Linked DNA regions of Mus musculus: regions 1, 2 and 3 are each linked to region 4. A link is a contact called in public HiChIP or PLAC-seq and promoter capture Hi-C data. All regions are on one chromosome and are shown on one strand. The core of a region is the stretch at or near the end of the contact, and the rest is flanking DNA. Distances in the headings are between cores, read along the strand shown.

Region 1 (6,377 bases), core at 3,471-5,970, 440 kb after region 4:
AGAGAGAGTTCCAGGACAGCCAGGGCTGCACAGAGAAACCCTGTGCTACACAGAGAAACCCTGTCTCGAAAAACCAAAAAAACAAAAACAAAAAACACTCAGAGGCACAGACAGACAAACCATACACACCAGCCAACTCCCAACCACCGAGGGCCATATTTTACCTGTGTGTGGAGCCTAAGCAACTGAAGGGACAGGAAGGCCCCAAGCTGCCCACACTGTCCCCTAAGTCATCCCACAGACAACTAGGCAGTGACAGTGTAGCCCCACAGCCAGCGGGTGGGGGGGTCACCATCCCTACCTCTCATTCAGGAGGAGCAGTGGCCGAAGTGGGGCCCTGTCTGGGACCAGCATGGGGTTGCAGAGGGAGGCTCTGTCTCAAATGCTAAGATGGGGACCAGAGAGCGAGCTCTGAGGATAACATGCTCTTCCAGAGGACCGGGATGAAGTTCCCAGCAACCACATGACTGCTCACAACTATCTGAAACTGGAGCTGCAGGGTGGCTAATGCCCTCTTCTGACCTCCAGGGTACCCTGCATAAACAAGGTGCACAGGTGCTTTCTCTCAAGTGCATGCTCTCGCTCTCTTGCTCGCTCGCACTCACACACACTTAAATAACTGAAAGAAAAAGAACAAATTCTAGCCAAGGGGGCACAGGCTTCTCCATACTTGCAGACAGGAGGATTTAGGGTATCTAGACCAACCTGGGCTCCAGGAGATGCTAGCTCACAATCAAAAGAATAAAAACTACGACCCCCACCACAGGCCCTGCCATCCTCGCCCCCGTCCCCCGTGCTTTCACCCCAGTTTCTCATCTATCCCACAGGACGCCCTCTCTTGACCTAAATCGGGGGAGATCCTGAGCCCTGCGACTGAAGGGGGTGGCCCTGAGGCTCAGGGTGCTCCCCTGGGTCCACTGGGCTGAGCTGCACCCCCAAGCTGCTGTGTTCCAGGCCACTAGGCCGTGACCTGACAGTTTAACAACAACAAAAACCAGGGGCCAGGGCCTCTGTCTGTTCAGCCTGGGGCAAACCAGGAGGCAACGACAGAAAATGGGCCTTAAAAATACCAGCGGGGCCTTCCGGAACCCAGTGGCTCTGTCCCTAGGGCTGCATTTCCGTAGGGTGGCTGGGGCCGTTTCAGTGTGAGCATGCTTGTTATTTGGTAGAATTCTGTGGCCTGGAGCCCTTGTGGGGATGGGCAGGGGAGCTCAGACCGAAAGTCGTCCTAGAAACCAGGGCTCAGTAGTGCTTCTGGGGGTGGGGCCAAGATTTCAAGAATCCAGAGTTTAGAAAAACATGCTGGTTCTTGAAGGACAGGTCCACTGCCCCCGCCCCCAGGGTGCCCACTGCACAGATGGGTAAACTGAGAATCCTAGGCTGTGGAGATGGCCACCAGGAGGCTCCTTATTGGGTGTTCTGTGACTTCTGTCAGCCAGCAACCTCTCTGGGCATTTACACAGCTGGAGGAGAAGAGCCATCACAGAGGGTGGGAACAGCCACTGCAGGCTGTATGCTAATGCGGCAGGGCTGCTAACAGCCTTCCCAGGCCAGAGTCTCCCTCACTAGCAGAGCACCCAGACTGAGGAGGGTAAGTCACCAGCGGTACAGGGGGTTGGTGGCTTCCTTCTCTAAGGCCCCAGCACGTGTCAGAACAGCTTGGGACTTCATTCTCACAGCCTGTAACTTCGATGGTCACTTTTCTAACTCAAGGCCACCAGCCCCCACAGGCACTTCTGCAGTGAACACTGGGGAACAACCACAGCTCTGAACAGCCCTTCCCTCTCTCTGGGCTCCGTTCTTCTCCTCACTGGTGAGGTGCCAGGTGGGAGCACTTCTTTGGTGGATGTCACCAGGCCTACGGTAGGGGGCTCCATTTCCTCTGAGATTTCCCCCACTCTTGCAAGCTGGGGGCTCCACTCCTACTGGCAGACACTCCCACTTCAACCCTACCTTCCAGGCCAGGAGTGGTGGGGTGGGTAGGCACTGAGGGGCGGGGGGGGGGGGGGGGCGCTAGCTCACCATGCTGAAGTCCAGGAGGTCACTCAGTTCCTTGTCAGAGCCCACGGGTGCCATTCTCTGAGACTGGTTCATCATCCACCCAGGACAGCAGGTGTTGGAACTGGGGTGCGTCCCCCAGATCTAGAGACAGCCCTGTGGTGACACCAGGGGACAGAAGGGGAGAAACAGAGGGACTGAGAGCGTGGACAAGTGGGCATTAGAAGTGAGGCCCTGGGGTCAATGGGGGTCCTGAAGGAAGAGGCAGGAGCCTGGGTTCTGGGGGGATCCTCTGTAGATCCTTCTCATGAGCAAATGAGTAGCTTGAACAATGGAGAGAAGGGGTACACATATGAAATCTCCCAATTCCCAGAGGCCCACCAGAGTGTCAAATTGCATTTTAAAGGGGTGGGGGGGGGACTGTCTATGGGCCCTGTCCAGGAAGAAAGGGGTGGCCCAGGCTCTGCCTCCTCCAAATAAACTTGGTGGAACCTTCCCATGCAGCAGCTGTCACAGAATACCCAAGACCCTGGTCACCCCAAATCCAAAGCAAAACAAACTGTGAACCTCAAGGCTCTAGTGGGTGGAAGAGGTGTTATCCCTGGGACCCACAACTTCTCCCTCTCACCCCCAAAACCCAACCTCATTCAAGAAAGCTAAAAAACAAAACAAAATTAAAACAAAACAAAACACTCAAACCAAGTGGGCCTCTTATTGTCAGGATATATCCGGGAATTATTCCCAGTCAAGTTTAAAAACATCCTTTTACCAACATCACCGGGGGGGGGGGGGGAGGTCCCCAAGACCTGGGATTCCCCTCAGGTCCCAGGGGCTCTGCTCCACCAGTGGGGGAGGGGTTCCACCTGCCAGGCCCAATCCACCCACCCCAGGAAAGACTGAGGGGCCAGCACGCAGTTAAACCATTAACTTTTTTTTCCAGTGTTCCCCAGAAAGGAGCTAGGGCAGCAGGGATCCGGAAGCCACAGGCTGGGGAAGGCGATTCTGGGGTTGAGGGAAGACCCACGTCCAGAAGCTCAGGAACCCCAACTCTTTTGTTTGTCAACTCACACAGGGTGTGAAACAGGCACCTCGGGCACCCCGCCCCCACTGCTTTTTGTCTTTTTTTTTTTTCATCCTTTTTGGAGGATGTGTGAAACTGACTCTTTTCTTCTTCTTCTAAGTTGTACGAAACCACACTTTTTTTGTGGGGTATTTGAAACCGATTTTTCTGGGTAACCCCAGGAGAGGTGAAACACTGCTCCAGTGGGGGCGGGTGCCACAAACACTCTTGGGAGGGGAGGAATGGGACAACCTGGGTCATCTTGGATTGGGGGTAGGGAAGCAGAATTGGGGATGACCCCCCCCTTCTCCTCCCTCCCCCATTCCAGCAGCCACTGCGGGAGGAGGAAGGTTGGAAGTTCTGAGGCTCGCAGAGGCCACCATCGTGTCCCAAACCCTGAGCTGTGCCGCGCCCCACATTAACACAGAGCAGATGTTCCCATCTCGGGGTCCCTGTGTCTCCCCTCCTTCTCTGTACCCAGAGATCCCTTTCTTGTAGCAGACAAAAGGACTTGCTCTCTTTCCTCCAAACTCCAGTTTAAATCGGGGGGGGGGCATCCTTAAGTGGCAGGGGGGGTCTTCCAAGATCTCCAGGAGTTGGGGAACCCCAAGTTAACGAGGTGAAGATATTGGGTTCACTCTTCCTTCCAAATTCCAGTTTGGATGGAGATTTGGAGACTTCCCTGGGTGGGGGTGGGTTGGAAAGGGACACCTCCCACAAAATCCCCAAGAATTAGGAACTCTAAATTGTGGAGTGCGATATAATCCTCAGCCTTCCAAACTCCACTAGGATCAAGGGGACACCTCAAGTGAAGAGGTGAAGGTGGGTGATAAGGGGACACCTCCCCTAAGATAACCACGAGTTGTGGAACCACTAGCTAATGGAATGAGGAGGTGGCCCTCTCTCTTCCCTCCAAACTCCAGCTCCGATCAGGAGGACCCCCTCTCTAAGGGCAGATGGAAAGGGAACACCTCCCCTAAGATCCCCACGAGTTGGAGAATTCCTATCTGATGAAGTTGGGTGACCGTCCACAGAGAACCGTCACAAAAGAGGCCTGGGCAAAGTTTGCTCTCAAGTGCGCGCGTCCCCTCCACGTCGCCCCCCTCTCCAGGCGCGCAAAGTTGAAGACAGAGAACAATGCGCCGCCGGGCCCGGGGCCCTGTGCAAGGGGGACGCGTGCACACTCCCCCGGGGGCTCACCCCAGCCCTAGCCTCCCCGCGGACCCGAGAGAGACCCAGAGGCAACTTTTTTTTTCTCATGCACTAAGCAGAGGGGGGGGGTCCCCACCGTGCGCGCGTCCCCGTGAGCCCCACGCGCGCGTCCGGGGCCCCTCCGCGTGCGCTCACCTGCTGGGCGGGGGCATGCACCGGGTGCACCGGGGCTCCCTGCTGCCCACCGCCCTCGGGGACCCCGGGGACAAAAGGGTGGCGGGCGCGTCCCCGAGGGTCGCGCGTGGGCGGCGGGAGCGCGCAGGGCTCGGGGTCGCGCGTCCTTCCTCCTCCCCACTCGCGTTCGCGTCGCCTGGTCTCTCTCGAGCTTCTCTCAGAGCAGGCCCCGCGGGAAGGGACTGTAGCAGAGGCGGCGGCGCGCGGCGGTGGCCCGCGGTGGCCCGCTACGCCCGCAGCCGCCGGCGCTGCCTCATCTTCCTGCGGCGGGAGACATGTTCCGCCCCCCCACCCCGCCCCGCGCCGCCCGCGGAAGCCACGCCCCCAAGTGACCACGCCCACTGTCGCCAAAAGCCACCTCCCCTAAGTCGCTGCAGCCGCGCCCCGACCGGATACACAGATCCCTCCACTACCTCTTGAGGCGATAGTAACATACACCACCTCACAACAGTCACTGCCAGAACACCCACAAAGATTACCATGACACCAAGAATCAACCCGTATCTAATACTAAAGTACTTCCGGCAGAGATAGTCTCTATCAAACCGAGGGAAAGACTTAGGAACTATCTTCCTACGCGGCGGTATACACGCACTGAGCGAAGCGTCCTTGACGCAAGCGGGAAGGACCATTAGATTGAAAGATAAGGACCGCTACAAATAACCAATGGGAAGGTGGAGAGGTTAGATTGGCAGAACTCAAACCATTTATTGCGAAGTATCATCTGCGTTCCCGCCCTACAGCAGAGGCGGGATTCTCAGAGCAAGAGGCCGCGAGAAACTCAACGGGAAGGCGGTGGAAGGGCGGGGTTTGAGATTTTATTTTCGGGTTCTTATGCCCGCCGGCGCCGCCACGTCAAGTGGGTTCTATTTGAGTTTCTAGGATGGGCTCTGGGTGTTATGTGTTCGAGCGGGTATATCAAAGTCGGGATGGGATATCAGATCCTTAATGAGAGGCTAGGAAACGATGGATCATTCTCTCTCTTGCTGAAGGACCTCCACATTGGTCAACTTTTCCGTCTTTTGAAAATAGGTGTTTCGTGGTGCATATAATAAAAAATGCCAGGAGGTGGCGGCACTTTAATCCCAGCACTGGGGAGACAGAGGCAAGCAGATCTCTGTGAGTTCAAGGCCATCCTGGTCTACAGAGTGAGTTCCAGGATAGCCAAGGCTATCCAAGAATCACTGTCTCGAAAGAAAGAAAGAAAGAAAGAAAGAAAGAAAGAAAGAAAGAAAGAAAGAAAGAACAACGAAACAACGAGGGCGGGAGGGGTACTGAGAGGAGAGAGGGTAAACTGAGATTGGGATATAATATATGATAAAATAAATTTAAAAAAGAAAAACACATAATGAGGCCAGGTGTGGTGGCCCATGCCTTTAATCCCAGCTCTTGGGAGGCAGGAGGAGCTCTTTGTTTGAGTTTGAGGCTAGCCGGTTATATAAAGCAAGTTGCAAGCCAGCCAGCTAAGGCTGTCCAGTGAGACCCTGCCTCTCCCTGAGGGTTGTAGAGACAATATGTCCCTCGCGCCTAGCTTCTGCTCAGTCTTCACAGCTCACTGGGGCTCACAGCCCAATGAACACAGCAGAAAGGTGCATGGCACAGTGGGTGTCCAGGTCAGGCAGCAAAGAGGATCCCTAGTGTAGCTGCCTGCTCCCTCTCCCTCACCTTCAGTCAGAGATCAAGGACATGCCCCCAGCATCACACAGGAAGGGCCTGGTGTGAATCGCACCTCTAGGTTCTGACTTTTTGGAGTTGGCAGGGGTAGAGAATTGAGAAAAGGTCTCATGTAGCCCAGGCTGGCCTCCAACTTCCTATGTAGCCAAGGTTGACCCTGAACTCCTGTTGGTATCCCCTACCTCCCAGCTAGTACTAAGATGGTAGCTACCACACCTGGTTATGTGGTGGTGGGAAGAAATGTAGTGCTTCATATATC
Region 2 (7,040 bases), core at 3,187-5,686, 410 kb after region 4:
CACCACCGCCCGGCTTCGCAGGATTTCTTAAGACAAGAAATCACTTAGTGCACACTGTCTGGAAATCTGACCATACTGGGTTATGAAGCACCGAGATGTATGTGCTGGGTTGGTGACAGCAGTTTTACCAAAAGGCTGTGGCTGATCTGGCACAGCTCTTACTTAGCATGCAAGAAGGCCCAGGGGCCATCCTCGGCTCCATGAACACCAGGCATGGCAGTGGACAGCTGCATGAGCACTTGAGAGACAGGGGCAGGAGGTTGAGAAGTCTAAGGTCAGACTTAGCTATATAGTGAGTGTGAGGCCAGCCTGGGCTATATAAGAACTTGTCTTAGAAACAAACAAAACCAGGAAGGAAGGAGCCCTGCTCTAGCTGGGTATGGTGGCCAATAGGGGCCGTGAATACTACTTTAAAAGCATTAAAGCTGGGAGTGATTTATCAGACCAGCTGAGAGAAAACAATGTGCAGTTTCCACCCAGAAAACACTTGAATGTAGTGTAAGGGTTTCTGCTTGTTAAAGACTCTCCCAGACGTGCAAGTGCTGGGGGCTGAGACGAATTTCCCTTGAGCACGGAAAGCCTTGAGGAAGATGATGAGGAAGGAGCCAGGCGTCCAAGGCATAAGAATAAGGTTTAATGCTGCACCCATCAAGGCAGCCCTAGTGTCTGTCAACATGGAAGCTCCCTGAGCGGTGCAGACCTCTCCAGTGTCCAGCTTCCTCAGTGTCTTCCACAGGACTACGCTGTGTCTGAGGCCTCGGCACATGGTACCTGGGGGAGGGGACAAAGGGTGAGTAAGCTAAGCACACTGAACCAGCTCGGGCAGCCCAGGGCCTCTGAGCTCTGGGAGTGATGCCAGCAGTGTCACACTACAAGGCCCTTGTCTATAAGATGGAGTGAGAGGGTTGGAGGAGCAATAAGTAGGTAGGAAATGAGTTCCATCCACCCCCCAGCAGACATGCAAAAAGTCAGGAGGCTCACTGGCCAGTCTACCTAATCCAGGAGCTCCAGTTCAACAAGAGACCTGTATGGATGGATCTGGAGAGGTGACCTGGGTCCAGTTCCCAGCAACCACACACAGCAGCTCATAACCACCAGACTTCAGGTCAGATGCCCCCTTGTGGCCTCTGTGAGCACTGCAGGTACAGCCCCCAAACACACACACAAACATGAACCTTAAAACACAAAGTGGACAAGCTAGAGAGATGGCCAGTAAGAGCCTGCTGTGAAAGGACCAGGAACTGAGTTCAAATCTCCAGTAGTACATCAAAGCTAAGCATGGCTATATATACTTATAGTCCCAGCACTTTAGGGACAAGGCCGCAAGAGACAGGCTGACCCTGGGAAGGTGCTGGCTAGCCAGGACCAAGCCAAAGTGGCACATTTCTGGTTCAGTGAGAGACTCTGATTAAAGGTGATAGATAGTAGAGACAGAGGAAAGCTCCCATCTCAGTCTCTGGCCTCCCTATGTGTGCATGTGCACATACATACTTGCACATACACACATATACACAAGTCAGGTGGTCTAAATAGGACTGTACTCTGGGCAACAAGCTACCAACATTAGCAAAATAGCCAGTTTGGTGTGGTTTGATGGGGACACAGTGTTGCATGCCCTCAGCATGCAATGTATTCCAAGAGATACAAGGAACAAAAGAGATGATGGCAAGGGACAAAAGGAATTCCTGCTTAAGGTCCAGGCCACCCCAGAACTCCCAATCCATAGAAGTCAGGCCAACACTCAGACTCACCATCGAGGCCTGTGGTGGGGGAGGGGCTGCCTAATCGTCCTTCTTAAACTTGCCGTTGATGTAAGGCACCCAGTCCAGGATCAGCCGCCAGTCCGTGGCCCACACCAGTCCCACGGCACCCACAGTGCCCCACATGCCGGCTGTGGGAATCCTGGTAGGAAAGAGTGAGGCTGTTAGACTCTGCTGGTAACTTAGCCTTTGAGAACCTTCTCCCATCATATCCCATGCTGATGTCAGTCAAGGGCCCACAATATTCCCTCGACTTTGCAGGGCAGGAGGTCCTGCATAACCCCCACCACCAGACTTGGGAGGCTGAGACAGGAGGGCTGCTTTGAGTTCAAAACCAGATTCACAGGCCAGGCAGGCTAGCACTCACCTTTAACCCCAGCACTTGAGAGGCAGAGGCAGGAGGAGGATGTCTGAGTTCAAGACAGCTAGGACTACACAGAGAAACTTGTCTCAAAACAACAACTACAGACAAAACCAGCCCAAGCTACAGACTGAGATCCTACTTGAAAAATAAAAACGTGGTCACCAGGCACAGTGCTCACACTATAACCCTAACCCCAGCACTCTCTCGGAGTTTGAGGCCAGCTCAGAGGGAAAAGGCCCCCTGCTACCAAGCCTGTCATGGTCACTGGAACCCAGGTCGTAGGGAACCCACACTTTCAAGCTGCTGTCTGACTTCCATGCACATACTGTGGCTGGCACTGGTGCCAACAAACACACAGACATGACATATAAAATACAACACACACACATACATGACATAAAAACCAGGGTGGAGGGGAGGCTGTGGCTGTTGCTCAGTGGATAGAGAGCTTGCCTGACACACAGGAAGCCCTGGCTTCCATCCCAAGCACATGAACCAGGTGCGTTCATGAGTTCAAGGCTATCTCTGGTCACAGAGAGAGTTAGAAGCCTGCCCCGGTTCCATGAGACCTACATGAAAGTAAAACTAGGAGAGTGCTCGAGGCACGGGTTGGGAACTGAGCCTGGCTGAGCTTGGCCGAGCTGTGCCTGAGTCCTTGACTCTCAGCACAGCCATTATTACTTTTTGCCTAGAGTTTTTTGAGACAAGACTCAATATGCAACTTAAGCACACCTAGAACCTGTGATCCTCCTGCCTCAGCCTCCCAAGCCTTTGGATTACAGGCATGCACTATCACGATGGGCAACATACTGTGGTAAACTTGTAAACTCCTGTTACATCGCATATGTGACCGTGACAGCTGGCACTTGGCTTCCGAGGACTGGATGTCAGTGAGATTCTTGTCTCAGGTGAGTGGGAGTTGGGGCTGATTCATCAGAAGACCCTTCCCTGGGCAGCAGGACCAGGCTACTGGGGGCAAAGTTCATCCGCTGCTCTGTTTGGTTATGCCCAGTGGGACCATGTGGATACTGCTCTGTTTGGTTATGCCCAGTGGGACCATGTGGACAGTTTGTAGACAGCCCATGAATCTGAACTACACAGAGCACCAAGATACCAGCCACTGAGCAACAGTGCCAGAACCTTACCTCCTCTGTCCCCTGCTAAGACACCCAGAGTGTCACCTCCAAGCCTCACACACAAACGGAATCTCCCACAGGTGAGCCCTCTCCCTGGCCTCCCAGCAGGTGTCTTCTGTCTGATCCATGCCACCCTCCGCTGCGGCCACTAATACCATACAGCCTACCCAGAAGGGTCAGTCATGGTATAGCTATACTCATTCATTCATCATTCATGGAGACAGGGTTCAATGTACCCTACCCCGACCTGGAATTCACTATGTATCAGAGGATGGCCATAAACTCCTGGCTCTTGCCTGCCACCACCCCACCCCTCTACCCCCAGTGCTGTGACAACCCCTGTGTGGCGCTGTGGATGGACCCTGAGCACCATCTTCTGGAGACTTCCGGCACCTGTGCGTGTAGTACCGGTTCTATGTACTACACGCACACAAACCCACACATATACATATAATTGGAAATAAACTATTAATAAAAATTAAACTGGAGAAGATGGCCCTTTTCCCAGAGATCCCAGGTTCAATTTCCAGCACCCACATGCTTCATAACCATTTCTAGCTCTAGTACCAGGGGAGCCGATGGCCTCTTCTCGCCTACCTGGATACTGGGCACGTATACGGTACACAGACACGCATGCAAAGAAAACATTCAGGTGAGGGTGGGTGCCCGCTATTCTAGCGTTCAAGAAGTGTGAGGCAGGATGATTGGTGGGAGTTCCAGACCAACTTGGGGTTACAAAAACACTGTTTAAACGAAAAAACGAAGTACACGAAAGACTGCAAAATCAAAGCCAAAGGCTGCAAGTCGCCAGGCTGCACGTCGGAGTTCCGAGCCGTAGGAGTCCAGGGTACCCACCCAGAGCCGCACACAAGGCTACCCAGGTCAAGCTGGGGAAACCCAGGCTTGGAGCACCTCAGACACCGAACGAAGGCGATTGCAGCTTAACCTCGGAGCTTCCACCTGCACTGTGTCCCGCAATACTCTGCCTGTTACAGCCTCAGGTTTCCCCAGTCCCCAGAGCACACGGTGGAATGGCGGGTGACCTCCTCACCAGTTTCTGGCCAGTTCCCGGTAGCGCGGGCCTAGAAACCTGCTCAGCATCGCTGCAGGGTCTCAATACTCAGGGTCACCCCGTTCCGCTGCCCTGGAGCACTACGCATGTGCAGACGTATAGCGCATGCGTGAAGGCGATCGCTCCACCTTTTCCGGGGGTGGCGCCGAAGACATTGACATCTACTTCCGGGGAGGAGAGAAAGACGTTACTGATCCGCTTCTGTCCTGGTTCTGTGGTTGCAGTGGATCCCAGCAGTAGCTCCATGCACACTGGAACACCGGGGATGGGGTGGGGAGAGTGTGTGTGACTTTGACCACGTAGTACTAATCTGATAATAACTTTAATAATACACATACTTAGGTGTTTTTGATATGGGGGTCTCCTATATTCAGGGCTGGCCGTGAATTCCTCAGACTCCTGCCTCCACCTCCTAAAGTGTAAGCCTGGGGTAGACAGGGAGTGCTGGGACTGGACCCCAGAGCCTTGGACACGCTAGAGGAGCGTTCGTCCCACTGAGCCACAGCCCTATCTTTGATCAATTTAAACCAGAGGAACTTGAGCACAGACCCTGAAGGGGAAAGGCTCGAGTTGGGCCACACCTTTGAATACATTTGAAGTTGTCGGTGAGTCGCTGAGGGACTCCAGTCAAATGGCAAGTGCCCTCTTAACCTCCATTTGCTTGGATTTTTGCAATGGGACACCTTTGGTGCACAGGCTGACTCTCATTGGTTACCCTCTCTGCTTAAGTCCCTGCTTTGCCTGATCTCCCAGAACAGGCACATTTTAACTACTCAGCTAACCCACTAACTGCACCCCTGACTGGCAGAAAGAAGGCGGGCACATCCTCAGATACACATCCCTCCGGAAGGAGCCTAGATAGAAGGTCTGTCCCTTGTTACTTCAGCCTCACTTTTGAATGGTCAGCGACTGGCATATGGGTGTCTGCGGAGCCCTGGACCCCACAGGCCCAATGTATGTAGGTTCAGTTATGCCACTGACCTTAGCCAAGAACCAGACCACAGAGTTGCTACATCAGGGGCGGGCCTTATTACTAGGTTGGGGGTTCCATGCCCTTAGGATTGTGGAGCAAGGAAAATTCTTTGCCCTCAGGAGACCATGTCCTCTGGTTGACACAAAAGGATATCAGGCTGAAGAGACAGTTCAGTGGGTAAAGTGTGTGTCATATAGCATGAGGACCACATAAACCATGTGTGGTGGCCCACACTTGTAACCCCTGTCAACATAGGATGACAGACACGGGATCCAAAGGCTGAACTACTCTGGTCACCTCCAGGTTCAGCCAAAAGCCTGTCTCAGGTACGGCTAGGAGCACTGCCTGTTCATTCATGTTGGGTTTGGTTTCCAGCACCCACATGGCAGCACCCAGCCCCTTGTAGCTCCATTTCTGGGAGATCTGATGCCCTCTTTTGACATCAGAGCCTGCACACACGTGGTGCACAGATAAATATACAGACAAAACATCCCATAAACTTTAAAAAAAGCAAAGCTGGGTATGGTGGCCACGTGTTTAATGCTTAGGACTGGGGAGACTGACAGACCTGGAGCTGAGTTAATACCAGCCTTGCCAGCATGGCAAGCTACAGGCCAAACACACACAGTGCAACCTTAAAAAAGGTCATAAGGCAGAGGGCCTCAGTGGTAAGTTGCCTGAGGACCCAACTTCATAGAGATGTAGCTACACTTCTGTAAGTCTAGATCAGGGAGATGGAGACTGTCAGAGGGTGGCCATGCACCCCCGGGCATAGGGACTCACAGCCACTTGGGCCCAAGACAGGTCAATTGCTTCCCAAAAGCCTGAAGTCTGGGTGATCCCACACTCTCCTGCCTGTTTGCCACTAAAGCAGAGATAAGGCAAGGCAGTCTTGTATTCATTCCAGCTGTTCCTCCCATGGCTTCCAGAAGTGGCAGGTTCCCGAGCCAAAGTGGTAAACAGATTATTTGCCATAACAAGGCGTTACCATGGTTCCGAACAAAATCTTCCTCACTAGAGGCTTTTGAGGTGTTTCAGGAAGTGTAACTTGTGGGGACAGAGGTCAGCATGGAACAGGCATGAACAGTGTTGTGGTGTGTCCTGGTGGTCTCACCATTATCCTACCAAGAGACTAGGATGCCACTGGGATCTGAAACAAGGGGACAATACTTGGGAGGGGACCCAAGGACCAGTGTACAGATGAGAATGTAGGAGGCAGCTGTGGGAGCATAGGCTTGTGTGATGTGTCTGCTGACCCAGCTTTACAGCTGGAATCAACTCACCCAACCTGCTGGGCACACCTGTAGGGGACGCTTGTGCTGGGACCCCCTAAACCTGGGCCACACCTTCCGGTGGTAGCCCACATAAGAGGGCATGGAAGGAGAATGCTTTTGCTTTTTGCCTGCTTGCCCTCACTGGTGTCAGAACCCTGTTCTTCAGGATTCCAGTGCAGACCCAAGACCAGCATCCCCTAGGAATCCTACAGGACTCCAGCACTGAATTGGGACTGCTGGCACACTGAATAGCTACAGTATTCTTGGAGACAGTCGCTTTGTCGCTGTTGAGAATACCCAGGTCATGGCCTGTAAGCCATTCTAATATCCTTACACACACACACACACACACACCTTATTCTAGCAACTTTTCTTTAGAGGTCCCCTAATGCATGACACCCAAGTATTGAGGACCATGAGGACGGCCCACTTCACATGAGGAGGGCATGGTTTAGCCAAGG
Region 3 (7,187 bases), core at 2,047-4,546, 500 kb after region 4:
AACCACCACCACCCCACCCCACCCACCGGCGAGAAGAAAGGACTTGACTTAAAACTCTCATTTCGGTGGGCAATAAACAGTGGCCTGTCGGGAGAGGCTAGGGTGCACCCGCCTCAAAGGAACAGCTTTAAGCATCTAAAGACCCCAAATCAATTTTTTTAGCTAAAATGAGAAGCGAAAACGAGGACATTGGTGAGGTCAAACTGGCGGAGGGCCAGAGCGGGGGGGGGGGGGGTGGGGGGGGGTGGGGGGGTAATCTGTTCCAGCCCCGCCTTCAGGGCGCTTCTGGGGTGGATGAAGGCGACTGAGGGTTCCTGCGAAGCCCGTGCAGGTCCCCAACGTCGCTGTCGCTTGTACTTGCTATCCCGACCCTCACAGCCCTCAGGTTAACTGGGCCTCAGATTTCTCTCAAATGTGGGCTTAGCACAGAGACGGAGAATATTAGCCAGGCGCAGCCCAGCACGTTTGGAGACCCCAGAGGCAGCCAAGGGGCTCCTGGACTCCATCCCTGATTTTCCCAGAGGGGATACTGAGGTCGACTGAGAGGTTCTCTGAGTTGGCCTAGGTCCCCACGGGGATAAATATGGGGGATGCCCTGCCCCACTCCAGCTCACCCCTCCTCCACCCTCAATTTGCTAATGACCCAAGATCGATCTGGCCCCAGTCACCGGTTCGCCCGTGGCCCCGCTCAATTCTATTTCACTAATTACTAAAGTGGGGGAGGCCAGTTCTTGGGGCTCAGGGGGCACAGTCCGTTTCCTAGGGACCCCTAGGTTTTTACTCCATCTCTCAGTGGGACCGCAGACCTCGTGGAGATCCAGCTCTTCATGCCCAGAAGACTCAAGCACAGGCTGCACATGCCGGGAGAAGCCCTGTCTAAGTCTGGACAGTCTGCAAGGGAGTGTGTGGCACCTGAGGTTGCTCTTGTTCAAGAGAAAAGGGAGTCCCCTCATCTCAAAGCCCCCAGCTTCCTCTCTTTTTCTTCAAAATGGATTCTCCGCTCATGGGGGAGGGGGGCTATAGATATCATTTGAAACAAAAAAAATGAAGGCAGGGGACTGCATCATCCCAACCCTCTGCCCAGGAATCCCGGGGTGGCTGGTATTTGAAAGGGTTTATGGTCATCTTTTGTTTTTCTGTTTTTAAACACCCAGTCAACCCCTGTAGCTCTTTGCTTTCTAGAGCTCTGAATGCTATCGGTTGACGGTGGTGGATTGATTTCCACACCCCACGATTATTTTTAATTATCTGTGATGTTGTAGGATAGACTTGGGGACTGCAGACTTGACTCTGATCCTGGCCATAGCAACTGTCCCCAGCTCTTTGTCACTGGGGAGGAAACCCCAGTGGTGCAACAGACACTCTGTGTGCCTCAGTTCCTCTATCTGGAAGATGGCTGTGGCCCCAAATTGTCCAGGCTCCCCAAATCAGAAGACCCCAAGGCTTCTGCCCCTTGGGGGAGATGGATGGGTAAAAGTACCCACTCCTGCAAGCTTCACCCTAATGGCCCCCTCTGCAGTCTTTACTCCCCACTATCCCCACCCCCACCCCCAACCAGGAGACCAAGATGGCAACAGGCAAGAAGTGATAGGCTCTGGATCTCTTCCCTCTCTAGGACTGTTAAACAGCTGGAGCTTAATAAATGCTGACTTGTTCACATTGAAACAGTCCCTTCAGCCCTGTCCACCCAAGGATTTGGGAGAGGGACCTCTGTGTACCCCCCCCCTTAATGGCTCATATACAATGCCACTCACTTTCCTCCAAGATCCTCTTCTCTGGGGGGGGGGGGGCAGCATGAAAGGGGAAAATGAGGAACAGAAAAGGATCTGTGCAGCCCCGGGCATGGACCACCACGCCTGTCACACAGCCAGTGCACTGTGGACATCAGATTCTTGGTTTGCTTTGTTTCCAGCCTGATAGCCCAAGCCATTGGTGGGGGCATCCCTTGAGTGAGCGTCAGAGCCCATGGGTGACTCAAGCTCCAGAACAAATGCCAATAACCCTCCCTGGCAGTGAGCAGGGCAAGGGAGGCAGGGGCTGAGGCTGAGTGAAGACACCCTCCTAACACAAGGTCCCCCCAGAGTCTGGCATGGCCACCCTGGTAATCGGTAATCTCTTCTCCACAAACCCAAGGGGTCTTGTTCCCAGGTGCTTTGTGCCTGTAGGGTGCCATCCATGTACCCCTTCTGTCCCCCTTCACTGTCTGCAGGTGGGAAAGGGAGAGAGAGAGAGAGAGAGAGAGAGAGAGAGAGAGAGAGAGAGAGAGAGAGAGAGAGAGATCCTAGGCTAGCTATCTCAGTCTGAAAAAAAAAAAAAAACCCCAAACCCAAGCTGGTCTAGAGATGACCAGTCTCAGACAAGACATCCTTAGACCCCAGAGATATTGGGGACAGGAAGTAGCCAATTACACGGGACTTAGGAGGAATTTTCCCCTCTCTCTTCCCCCCCTCTCTGTCATCTTTTCCATGTGTAGCCCTGACTGTCCTTGAATCCAGTTCTGTAGACCAGGCTGACCTTGAACTCAGAAATCCACCTGCCTCTGCCTCCCAAGTGCCGAGATTAAAGGCATGTGCCACTACACCGGACCTTGGAGGAATTTATGTTTGCTTTGATGCAAAGACTCACTATAAAGCCCTTGCCTGACTGGAACTTGCTACATAGACCAGGCTAGCCTCCAAATTAACGATCCACCTGCCTCTGTCTTCCCAATCCTGGGCCTAAAAACCACTAAAGTCCCTGTTAAGAAAGATTTCTGCAGGGCAATTACATTGCACAATTGAAGAAACAGAGGCCCAAATGCCCAAATGCCTGCTTTTCCTTGTGCTTGAGGCCAATGTGTGATTGTTCTGGGGACCTACTAATAGCCCCACTTCATCCCAAAAGAGGTTTTGAAATCTTTGTGTGCATACGGGGAAAACAGCCCATCTTTCTGAGAGTGTCAACAGAGTTGGGGGGCGTTTGTAGCCACACTTCAGGAACTGGGGGCGGGTAGGGGCAGAAGGGGGAATGTACAGGACAGAGAATCAAAGACGCTGATATGAGAACACACACACACACTCACTCACACTCACACAGAGCCAGGACTAGCGGTCCCCCACCCCAATCCCTCAGGTTCTTCTCAGGGCAAGGAGAATGGGGAGACCCAAGAAGCCAGCCTGGTGCTCCAAGGGGTTTGGCGGGTGCAGGCGGAGCGATGGGCGGGGGCGCTGACGTCAGACCCGGGCCGGGGCGCCGGCGGCGGCCGCCCCGCCACATCCTGGTGGCCGCTGCTCGCAGCAGCCGAAGCCGAGCGAGAGCACTGAACAAGCGGGACAGTAGCAGCCGCCGCCACCAGGAGCGTCGGCCAGTGCGTGGGGACCATGCTGCGGCCTTGAGCACACACGAAGAGGACACCCAGGATGGAGTTGAGCTTGGAGAGCCTCGGGGGGCTGCACGGGGTGACACACGCGCAAGCCGGCGAGCTGCTGAGCCCGGGCCACGCGCGCTCCGCCGCGGCCCAACACCGAAGCCTAGTGGCATCGGGGCGCCCAGGCCTGGTGGCCGGCATGGCTAGCCTGCTGGACGGTGGTGGCGCCGGGGGCGGGGGCGCCGGGGGCGCGGGGGCTGCAGGGGCCGCGGGTGGTGGCCCTGACTTCCGTGGGGAGCTGGCTGGCCCCCTGCACCCGGCCATGGGTATGGCGTGCGAGGCCCCAGGTTTGGGTGGCACCTACACCACGCTCACGCCCTTGCAGCACCTGCCGCCGCTGGCCGCCGTGGCCGATAAGTTCCACCAGCACGCGGTGGCTGGGGCGCACGGAGGCCATCCACACGCTCACCCTCACCCGGCCACCGCGCCGCCACCGCCCCCTCCGCAGCGCCTGGCGGCCAGCGTGAGCGGCAGCTTCACCCTCATGCGCGACGAGCGGGCGGCGCTGGCCTCGGTGGGCCACCTCTACGGGCCTTATGGCAAGGAGCTGCCCACCATGGGGTCGCCACTGTCGCCGCTGCCCAGCGCGCTGCCCCCCGCTCTGCACAGCGCCCCGCAGCCGCCGCCGCCGCCACCGCTCGCCGCTTACGGGGCTCCGGGCCACCTGGCCGGGGACAAACTACTGCCACCTGCCGCCTTCGAGCCACACGCGGCGCTTCTGGGGCGCGCAGAGGACGCGCTGGCCCGAGGGCTGCCTGGAGGCGGCGGCGGCGCGGGAGGCGGCGGGGCGGCCGGCGGGGCGGCCGCGGGTTTGCTGGCTCCGCTGGGCGGGCTGGCTGCGGCCGGGGCGCACGGGCCTCACTCAGGCGGCGGTGGCCCCGGAGGGGGCGGTGGCGCTGGCGGCGGCAGCGGCGGCCCGGGAGCCGGCGCTGCAGCCGAAGAGATCAACACCAAAGAGGTGGCCCAGCGCATCACCGCCGAGCTGAAGCGCTACAGCATCCCGCAGGCCATCTTCGCGCAGCGCATCCTGTGCCGCTCGCAGGGCACGCTCTCCGACCTGCTGCGCAACCCGAAGCCCTGGAGCAAGCTCAAATCCGGCCGCGAGACCTTCCGCAGGATGTGGAAGTGGCTGCAGGAGCCGGAGTTCCAGCGCATGTCGGCGCTGCGCCTGGCAGGTAGGGACAAGGGCCCCTGAGGCTCGATCCTGGGGGACATGGTTGGCACAGGATGAAGGACCTTGGCTAGTGCGTCCTGCCAGCCTAGAGGGGGGAAACTGTAGCCTCTGAGGCTGACCCGGGGTCTGCATCGCCGAGTGTCACTAATAGAAAGAGGGCAAATACAATTATTGTTTCCGTCCCTATTCTTTTAGGGACTGTGTAGGGTGTCTAGTGTCTTTGAGGCTGATGTAGACATAGGGTGCTAAACTAAAACAGCCCTCGCGTGGCTCCGTGTGTGCGCGTGTATGCGCGCGTCTGTAGCACGTTCCTTGGGTTCACGATCCCCTGCGATCAGAGGTGCCACTCCCCTCGTCCCCAAACATCCTGCAAGAGGGACCAAAGGCGCCCTCTCTCCACCCAGTCACAAAGCTCTAGGTGCTGACTAGACTCAGCCAAGGCCTGGCCACCGCTCTGCCCCCAGCCCCAGCACCACCACCACCACCGAGCTCTCTTCCTATGCAGCTCAGCCTCTGCCGACGATCGATCCGCTAGTCCCCCATCCCTCCCCCCTCTGGCCGTTGGCAAAGGTCATTTGAGATTGGGGGAGGGGCAGCCCTTGGGACCCTGGGCTCAGTGGCATCCACCAGAGGCCTTCACACCCCCCCCCCCCCGTGGCTCCCAGGGCCTCACTCCCTCCTGTTTTCCTGTCCCCCCTTTCTACTTCTCTCCACGGGGACAAATTGCTGTCCCTCTCTTCGAGCTGCCTCTTCGGTACCCAGTCCAGTCTCTCTTTATTCTTTTCTTCTCTTGCGCCTTGCCTGAGTCTCTCCCACACACAGAAGCATGCGAGCCAGCCCCTGGGGGACCCGTTGTCTCCTCCTTTGGTCTAACCTGTCCCCTCCCACCCCAGCGAGGAATGTGGGGGTGTGCCATAGACCCTACATCCTCCGTGATTGGGAAGGGGTGTCAGGAGGCCGGTGGTCTGGGCAGAGCGTTTTTTCTATGGCGTAGTGGGGAGGGGGCTGTGCACCCCGTTCCAGGGACAATAGCGGTTTCCAGAGCCTCATCGATCCCTCTGCATACAAACACAGAGAGGGGCGGGGCAGCCGGGACTCAAGAGAGGCGCCCCTAAGGCAGGAGCTGAGAACTGGGTTGACTGTACCCCTCAGACCACACTACAAGCCTGTGTGGGGTGCAGAGAAGCAGGGGCCCCTGGGCGTAGCGGGGGGGTAGATAGACGTGGGTTTGGTTGGAGCCTGTGCTACTTGCTCTATCTGTGGATTCTAAGCCCACTGTGCAGGCTGGCACACACACAGACCCACTTTAGTTTCCCCTTCCTCTGGAGTCTTTAGTGGGATAACTCAGTGATGAGATGCGCCCTGTCTTTGGGCTTTTGGGGCCATGCATTCCTGGGGGGTGGGCAGGTGGCACTGGAAGACATTAGGATAAACACACACACAGGTTTATCTGAAGAGCCCTGTTGCTAGTGAGGGACACAAGGACACCTGCCCCAGAACACAGCCCCTATCCTGTCCTGTCCTGTCTTGTCCATGGTTCTCCTCGGGTAGTGTGCCCCCGATCCACTGTCTCCAGGTGATCTGGTGCTCTGTGGATTCTAAGACCAAGACCTCCCCTCCTGGACATACAACCATTGTGTACCCCAAATCCATGCCACTCGCCTGTCACCTGCACGAGTGACGTTCCAATTGCTCTCCTGTGGACACAAAAGGCGGACACACCACAGAACTGCTGGACAACACATGGGCCCAGGGTCCCAGATTCTGTAAGGCCATCAGCCCTCCGTGTCCCACTTGAAGCAAGAGGTTAGCCATTCCAAAGGGAGCCACGGTCAGACTGGCTTCTTGTCTCTCAAAGCTCTGGTGACCAGCATCTCTCCCTAAGACTGTTACAGGATGACTGTGTCACTTCTAAAAGTGTGGCCACCTCAGGGGAGCACAGAGTCGGGTAAAAAATGAGATACCTGGCCTGTTCCAGATCAGCCTTGGAGCCGAGGCTGTCACGCTGTGACCCAGCGCTCCAGGTCCCTTCTCTGTCTTCATCTTCAGACTCCGCTGGAGTCAGAAGTGGCAGCCGGGGTCATTAGGCTCGAGCCAGGCCTTTAGTTCTGGTCCCCGCACAAATGAAAAGCAGTTAAGTGGCGGTAAATTGTGACATTTAGAGGGTGCTGGGGCGGCCAGGCGAGACTCTTCAACATCCTGTGTCTTGGTGACAGCTGAAGGTGCCAAACCTGGAGCCGAGCACTGTCCCTCACTCCCTTATCCCCGACCCACTGGGGACAAAATTGGACCTTGGCTTCTATGAACCCAGGAGGGAAACTGTCCACCCAAGCAAGTCACAGACTTACTGGGAAAACATTGTCCCCAGTGCCACCAACCCTAGAATGTCCTTCCTACAAGACAAAACCAGTGAGAGAAAGGGAGAAGGTAGGGAGATGAAAAACAGACAGACAAACAGACGGGGGTGTTTGGGGGGGCGGGAGAGAGAGAGAGAAATGGTGTGGGAGAGAGAGATGTGAGTTGGAGAGACAGGAGGGAAAGGGGAGGGTGGAGGGACAGAGAGAGGGAAAGAAACCAGAGCAGAAAGAAGCAAAAAGAAAGGCTGAA
Region 4 (6,496 bases), core at 1,069-3,568:
AAGAGCAGTCAGTGCTCTTAACCACGGAGCCATCTCTCTAGTCCAAGATCAAGCCTTAAAGAAACAAAAGGGTTTAGTCTAAGCTTTGGAAGCCCTGTAGAGAGTTACAGGGAGTACACTGAGGGGATTAGCTGCTCTTCTTCTGAGCCCCACTTACCTTCTCCCCTGTCTCCAGGTGGGCATGACAGCTCCAGGGACCCGGAGGCACATCTATGACACCAAGCTGGGCACCGACAAGTGCGACAACTCTTCCATGTCCCTGCAGATGGGCTACACGCAGGGCGCCAACCAGAGCGGTCAGGTCTTCGGACTGGGGCGGCAGATCTACGATCCCAAGTATTGCCCACAGGGCTCTGCAGCTGACGGGGCTCCTGCGGGTGACGGCCAAGGCGAGGCCCCAGAGTACCTGGCCTACTGCCAGGAGGAAGCTGGCTACTGAGCACCCAGCATGCCAGCTCCCCCACTGCATCAGCAGCCCTGTGTGGGCTTTGGGGTTTTCATTGTGTTTTGTGTTTGGAAACTGGTCATCTCTTTGTATCTCTCTCTGGCCTGGAACTCACTGCAATCCTCCTGCCTCAGCTTCCTAAGGGCTGGGATGACAGATCTGTGCTATCTATGCTCCTTCCTCACCCACCATGCCTCGCTTCCTTCCCAGGATTGACCCACCAGACAGGGGACATGGGTGTCCTTGGTGGGACAGTGAGGCTGTGCGTTTCCCAGTGGGCTGTGGGAGAGGCTGGCCCCAATGGGCTTCCTGTTTCTTCATCTCTTTCACATCAGTTTGTGGTTTGTGAACCCGGGGAAATTACAGGCAGTTTCAATGAAAGAAAACAAGGGGTTTTGTGGGGGTTTTGCCTCAAAAGTATTGGAGTACACTAGGCTTTAAAATACTGCAGGCATTCTGAGGGACTAAGTTTGCTTTCCCACGACTCTCAGACTTCACCCTCCTGTGCCCCGTGGGGAAACTGAGGCAAGCCAGATGTGACCCCAACGCCTGCAGCCCTCCCTCACTCCTCTGGTGTTTGAAGGCTTCCCTGCCCCTGTGCAGGCCCTGATTAGGTGTGCTAGAGTCTGGGCCTCGGAAGGGGCCACACATGACCCACACGGGCCCCTGCACTGCCAGAAAATGTGAAATTCCCTGTGTGGACCAAAAAAACAAAAAAAAAAACAAAAACAAAACAAAAACAAAAACAATAAAAACCTCTGTTTCTAAGAGTAAAGTACATTCCTGAGTTTGGCCGTGATGGAGGGGGCGCTGTCTAGAAGCAAGGTGCAAGCCCTGCACAAAAGTTAGGGAGAAGGCGAGAAACAGACACAGTTGAATGAATGATGTGAGATAGATCGGGGCTAGGGTGGAGAAAGAGGCTGAGTCTCCCTCACCAGCTTCCTTCGAACTCCTATGCATCTGCAAAACCCCAACTTCTAAGGCCCCCTAACTCACGCTTGCCAGGGTGATCTACACCCATCTCCCTCTATGCTTTGTGAAATAAACCAGTTTTTTTTTTCCAGAGTAGGAGACATCTGAGAATCTTGCCTACAATCCAGGCAACTATTGATTCTAATCTTAGGATATTGGGCTGCCACCTGATTCTGAAATTGTCTAGACCAGAGGATGTTGCTAAAATGAATGTGCAGGTCCTTGAAGCTCTACTTTGGAGATGAGCTCACAGAGGCTGTGGTACAATTCTGGCTGGTGGCAGGAGATGGCACAGGATACAAAGACCTTGTGCAAACCTTCCGACCTAAACTTGGTCTTTGCCTGAGGTCCCACATCATGGTAGGCAAGAATAGACTCCAGGAAATGGTCCTCTGACCTCCACAGATATGCCATGCATGCATGTGTCCTACCCTAATAAGCAAATTAATTAAATTTAAAAACAAAGGTTACTTGTGGTGGCACACGCCTTTAATCCCAGCACTCAGGAGGCAGAGGCAGGCGGATCTCTGTGAGACCAGCCTGGTCTAAGCAGTGATTTCCAGGCCTACCACAGCAGTGTGAGCCACTCTCAAAATTAAAAAGTATTTTTAAAAAGGAGTCCTTGGGGAGAGGAGACAGGAATGTCTTGCTGTGGGGAGCTGCCATTTCAAGATGTGAACTCACAGGTGACCCGTTGTCCCCCTCTTTGTCGTGTCCCAGTGAAGCCAAACTGATGCAGCAGGAATCCTGTTGTCCCTTTAAGAAACCCGGCTCGGAGAGGCGGGCTGTGGTCCCGCCTCCTCCAATGGCAAAGTCGCCTGAGTAGCAGGTGCAATATCCAATAGTAGCGTTAGGGGGCGGGGCTGGGTGCTCCTTAGGGCACCGGGTTGCGAAGGGCGTCGTCCGCAATTGAGCGGGGCTCCACTTAAAGGGGCCGCGCTCCCCCGCCGAGGCCGAGAGGAGCGAAAGTGGATGGAGTTTGGGGGCCTCAGAACGGTGAGAAAATCCCCGAGAGGGTGGAAGGTGGAGCCTGGAGATCTGGGGATGCTGTGGGGTGAGGGTGGGCTGAGCCACGTTCCCTGATAATTTGGGGTTCCAGGTGCCTACTCTCCCTTGCCCTTCCTTATCCTTCCGGGGAGTGTGGGAAAAATGGACCACCGATCCTCACAGCGGTCATCTGGTCACCTCGAGGGACCTCTGCCAACCTACACCTCCAGTGTCCCACTTTCCAAATGAGGCCTGTCACCCCCCACCCCCCAGATCTCAAATTTCACTTTATGAAAGAAAAAAGTCCCCGAGTGGAAGCCGCCAATTTCCATGTAGATGGTTAAACTTTGGCAATTTCCCTCTCTGTCAGCCTCAGTTTCCCTATCGGTATCATGAAGCAGGCCACAGGCATACAGTTCCGGGGGGAAATAAAATAACGAAATCAGGAATGGCGTGCTCAAGGAGCCTGTCCCTGACTCCTCCTAGCCGGCGGTCTTCTGTACCCTCCTTTTGACTCCGGAGGGCGGGCCCTCCTTCTTCTCTGGTTTCCTTGGGAGCGTGACTTTGCCCCTTTTTGAGCCTCAGTTCCCATCTCTTAAAAAATAGAAGGCCAGCTGCAAATGACACAGACTCCGGGTCTCACCGGGGGCCACCTGGGGCGAACGGAACCGAGACCCCGGTCTGGTATGAGGCTGACCGTGGAGCCCCGAGCCCCAAGCCCCAAGCTTTAAACCCAAGCTCCGCCCCCTAAGAATGCAAACAGGGTCTTCCAGACCCCAGCCTTCATCGATAGCCCTTCCAGCCAATCAGCTACGAGGACGGCTGCGCGCCGGGTTCCCATTGGTCACTTCCCTAGTGAATTTCTTTCTATGGTGCCTTGTTTGCCGGGCTCTTTGCGGGAGATTTATTGAGGCTCAGCCCGATGTTCGGAAGGATGAGGATCAGAGACCCGCAGACATTTGTCTGGAGCCACACAGCTCACTCTCAGCCTTTTCTTTGTCCTGTCCTCTCCGCTGTTTCCGGTCCAGAGTCATCATGGCCTTAGGCACACAGCTGATGCTTCTGCTGTGGAAAAATTACACCTATCGACGGAGACAACCGGTAACGCCCGGGGTTTGCAGGTCGGGGGGGGGGCGATGGCAGGTGTCCATCACGGCCCCCCAAAGTCTCCTACCCATTCTCTCCCCAGATCCAACTACTAGTGGAGTTGCTTTGGCCCCTCTTCCTCTTCTTCATCCTAGTGGCTGTCCGTCACTCCCACCCCCCTCTGGAGCATCACGAATGTGAGCCGCTGTGTGTGTGGTGGGACAGTGACAAGCCTCTCCCGCCCTGCTTGGCGCTGGGGTCTGAGCTGGGTGTGGCGGGTGGCCATATCATTTAATGAGCTGATAATAGAAGTGAGGGCGACTATGAGCAGATGTCTCCCCGCTCCAGGCCACTTTCCAAACAAGCCATTACCATCGGCGGGCACGGTGCCCTGGCTGCAGGGCCTTGTCTGCAACGTAAACAACTCCTGCTTCCAGCACCCAACGCCTGGCGAGAAGCCTGGGGTCCTGAGTAACTTTAAGGATTCCTTGTGAGTGAACTTGGCAGGTGGGGGCTGGCTGGTGAATGGGGTCCTGGACTCTTGAGGCCCCGCCTCCCACTCCCTCTCTGCTCCCCAGGATCTCGAGGCTCCTCGCTGATACCCGCACAGTGCTCGGGGGCCACAGCATCCAGGACATGCTGGATGCCCTGGGGAAACTGATCCCCGTGCTCAGGGCAGTTGGAGGTGGAGGTAGAGACCTGGGGCTGTAAATCGGGCAGGGGGTTGGGGAGGAGGCTGAGCTGCAGGCTGAGCTTGGCTGCCTGTTGGCATCCCCTCCCCTCAGCACGACCACAGGAGAGTGACCAGCCGACCAGTCAAGGGTCAGTGACTAAGCTTCTGGAGAAGATCCTGCAAAGGGTGAGGGGGGGCTGGCGCGAGGAACTCCCGTGGCCGCCTGGGATGAGCCCTTGCCCCTTTCAACTCCTCCATTCCTCATTTGTAAAGCGGGGTGATAGGAGCTCGGTGGGGATCAGTGGGGGGAGTGCTCACCTCCATTCTGGCTCTGTGGGAGGATCATGGGTCCAAGGTCATTTATGGCCAGGGGACTACTGAGCAGTCCACCCAGGTCTCACCCATCGTTGCTTCACAGGCATCCCTGGATCCTGTGCTGGGTCAAGCCCAGGATTCTATGAGAAAGTTCTCAGATGCTATCAGGGATCTTGCCCAGGAGGTGAGCAGCCCCAGCCAGCCTCTATCCTGGCCAGGAAGCAACATGCAGACGGGGAAGGGAAGGGGACAGAACAGGTGCTCCTGCCCAGGTACCTGCCCAGGTTCAGGCTCCAAGTTAGAAAAAGCTATGTGTGCTGGTGCATCCCTCCCACCGAGCGGTGTGCTCCAGACTCGAGGTGGGAGAATTGCAAATTTGAGGCTAGCCTGGGCTATAGATGGAGATACTATCTCGAGCAACTAAATGGACTGAGGGTGTAAGCCAGCCCAGCATGCATGAAACCCTGGATCCCACCCCTAATTCTTCATAAACCAGGAGAGGTGACACTGCTGTCACACCAGCATTCGGGAGGTAGAAGCAGGTCCTCCTCCGCTACATAGCAAGGAAGGCCAGGCAGCCACATGAAACCCTATTTCAAAAACAAGACAAAACAAAACAAAACAAAACAAAAACCCAAACACAAAACAAAACAAAAGCCAAAAACCAAAAAAGGTTGTCAGATGGTCTGCAGGAGGTGTCCAGCTGCCCTGGGTGACTTCTCTACAGCTCCTGACACTGCCCAGCCTGATGGAGCTCCGAGCTTTGCTGCGGAGGCCCCGAGGGTCAGCTGGTTCTCTGGAGCTGGTTTCGGAGGCCCTCTGCAGTACCAAGGGACCCAGCAGTCCAGGGGGCCTGTCCCTCAATTGGTACGAAGCCAACCAGCTTAATGAGTTCATGGGGCCAGAGGTGGCCCCTGCCCTGCCTGACAACAGTCTCAGTAAGTCTTTAGGGCTGTGTTGGGTCCCCGTGGGGCCGGTGGAGAGCAGAGCATGTTCTCCTGGGGCTCACCGTATCCTCCCCTATCAGGCCCTGCCTGCTCTGAGTTTGTGGGGACACTGGATGACCACCCTGTGTCTCGGCTGCTCTGGAGGCGCCTGAAGCCATTGATCCTCGGGAAAATTCTCTTTGCACCTGACACAAACTTCACTCGGAAGCTCATGGCTCAGGTGAGACGCAGGAGCCAAAGAAGGGACAGCGATATACACAGTACCCTTAGTCAGGTGGCCAAGAGCAGTGAGTAAGACTCAGGTGAGACTGAGGCTTGTTCAGGAGTAGAATCCCTGCCTAGACTCTCAGTGAGGGACTGTGGGGGTGTGGTCAGCATGGACACCCTGCCTGGAATTCCCAGATAGGGGCAGGGGTTGTAGAACATCTGCCCCACCCTCCCAAGCCTCTGACCCTCACATCTTCCCAGCCCATGTAGGAGCTGGAAAGATAGGAGCTTGGGGCTGGGGAGGCAGGGTTCAATGGTTAGGGGGTCGCCTGAAATGCACAAAATGCACAGAGCTCTGGGCTCTACACACACACACACACACACACACACACACACACACACACATTTAGTTTTTCGTTTTTTTGCACTGGACTTAATTTGTAGATCAGGCTGGCCTTGAACTCAGAGAGCTCTGCCTGCCACTGTCTCCTGAGTATTGGAACTAAAGGCCTGGGTCACCACTCCTGGCACCCTAATTTTTTTTTAAGGGAAAACAACTTAAAGTGATGGCTCTTTCTTAGAGCCTAACCACACAGGCTTAGAGTTCCAGCACTCAGAAGGAAGTTGAGGCCGAATGTGTGGAATTCCAGCCTAAGTTATAGGGTCAGATGTTGTCTCAGAATAATGGAATGGCTCCGTGTGCTGGCACATGCCTTCAGTACCAGCATTGGGGGCAGAGGCAAGCAGATCTCTGAGTTCCAGGTCAGCCAGAGTGACACATTGAGCCAGAGGCTCAATAATGATGAAGAGACAAAGGTCCAGAGGTGCAGAGACTGGGGCATGACCAGAGGCAGGACAGAGATG

Evidence for each region. Promoter capture Hi-C pulls out the DNA fragments that hold promoters and counts their contacts. HiChIP or PLAC-seq counts read pairs in DNA pulled down with a chosen protein or histone mark. Capture Hi-C pulls out chosen DNA fragments and counts their contacts.
Region 1: a contact with region 4 is called in a FOXA1 HiChIP or PLAC-seq map of pancreatic cancer cells. The contact joins the promoter of Tcf3 here to the promoter of Abca7 in region 4. A contact is called at or near these places in 1 of 39 promoter capture datasets (the C10 cell line), 1 of 484 Hi-C or Micro-C datasets (CD4 T cells) and 2 of 115 datasets of contacts at active chromatin or transcription factors (embryonic forebrain and pancreatic cancer cells).
Region 2: a contact with region 4 is called in a promoter capture Hi-C map of liver, with 2.3 times the contacts expected there. The contact joins the promoter of Uqcr11 here to the promoter of Abca7 in region 4. A contact is called at or near these places in 6 of 39 promoter capture datasets (the C10 cell line, embryonic stem cells, fetal liver and 2 more), 1 of 15 datasets of contacts at CTCF or cohesin (the NIH/3T3 cell line), 4 of 484 Hi-C or Micro-C datasets (CD4 T cells, CD8 T cells, cardiomyocytes and 1 more), 5 of 115 datasets of contacts at active chromatin or transcription factors (bone marrow-derived macrophages, effector CD8 T cells, embryonic stem cells and 2 more) and 2 of 9 other capture datasets (liver and pancreatic islet).
Region 3: a promoter capture Hi-C map of liver shows a contact between it and region 4, with 2.5 times the contacts expected there. The contact joins the promoter of Onecut3 here to the promoter of Abca7 in region 4. A contact is called at or near these places in 3 of 39 promoter capture datasets (embryonic stem cells, liver and second pharyngeal arch cranial neural crest) and 1 of 115 datasets of contacts at active chromatin or transcription factors (memory CD8 T cells).

The regions. Positions count from the first base shown.
Region 1 is chr10:80,428,915-80,435,291 of GRCm38.p6, forward strand. It overlaps Tcf3 (transcription factor 3), which reads right to left and starts at 4,721. Exons shown (of 19, transcript NM_001164149.2): 1 at 4,406-4,721; 2 at 2,023-2,154. The coding sequence starts at 2,097.
Region 2 is chr10:80,402,385-80,409,424 of GRCm38.p6, forward strand. Uqcr11 (ubiquinol-cytochrome c reductase, complex III subunit XI) reads right to left here and starts at 4,437. Exons shown (of 3, transcript NM_025650.2): 1 at 4,312-4,437; 2 at 1,752-1,902; 3 at 613-771. The coding sequence starts at 4,361. The coding sequence ends at 1,782.
Region 3 is chr10:80,491,610-80,498,796 of GRCm38.p6, forward strand. Onecut3 (one cut domain, family member 3) reads left to right here and starts at 3,297. Exons shown (of 2, transcript NM_139226.3): 1 at 3,297-4,581. The coding sequence starts at 3,399.
Region 4 is chr10:79,994,176-80,000,671 of GRCm38.p6, forward strand. It overlaps Abca7 (ATP-binding cassette, sub-family A (ABC1), member 7), which reads left to right and starts at 2,319. Exons shown (of 47, transcript NM_001347081.2): 1 at 2,319-2,413; 2 at 3,433-3,505; 3 at 3,594-3,687; 4 at 3,839-3,980; 5 at 4,069-4,181; 6 at 4,276-4,349; 7 at 4,582-4,662; 8 at 5,206-5,416; 9 at 5,506-5,645. The coding sequence starts at 3,440. It overlaps Cnn2 (calponin 2), which reads left to right. Exons shown (of 7, transcript NM_007725.2): 7 at 176-1,225. The coding sequence ends at 439.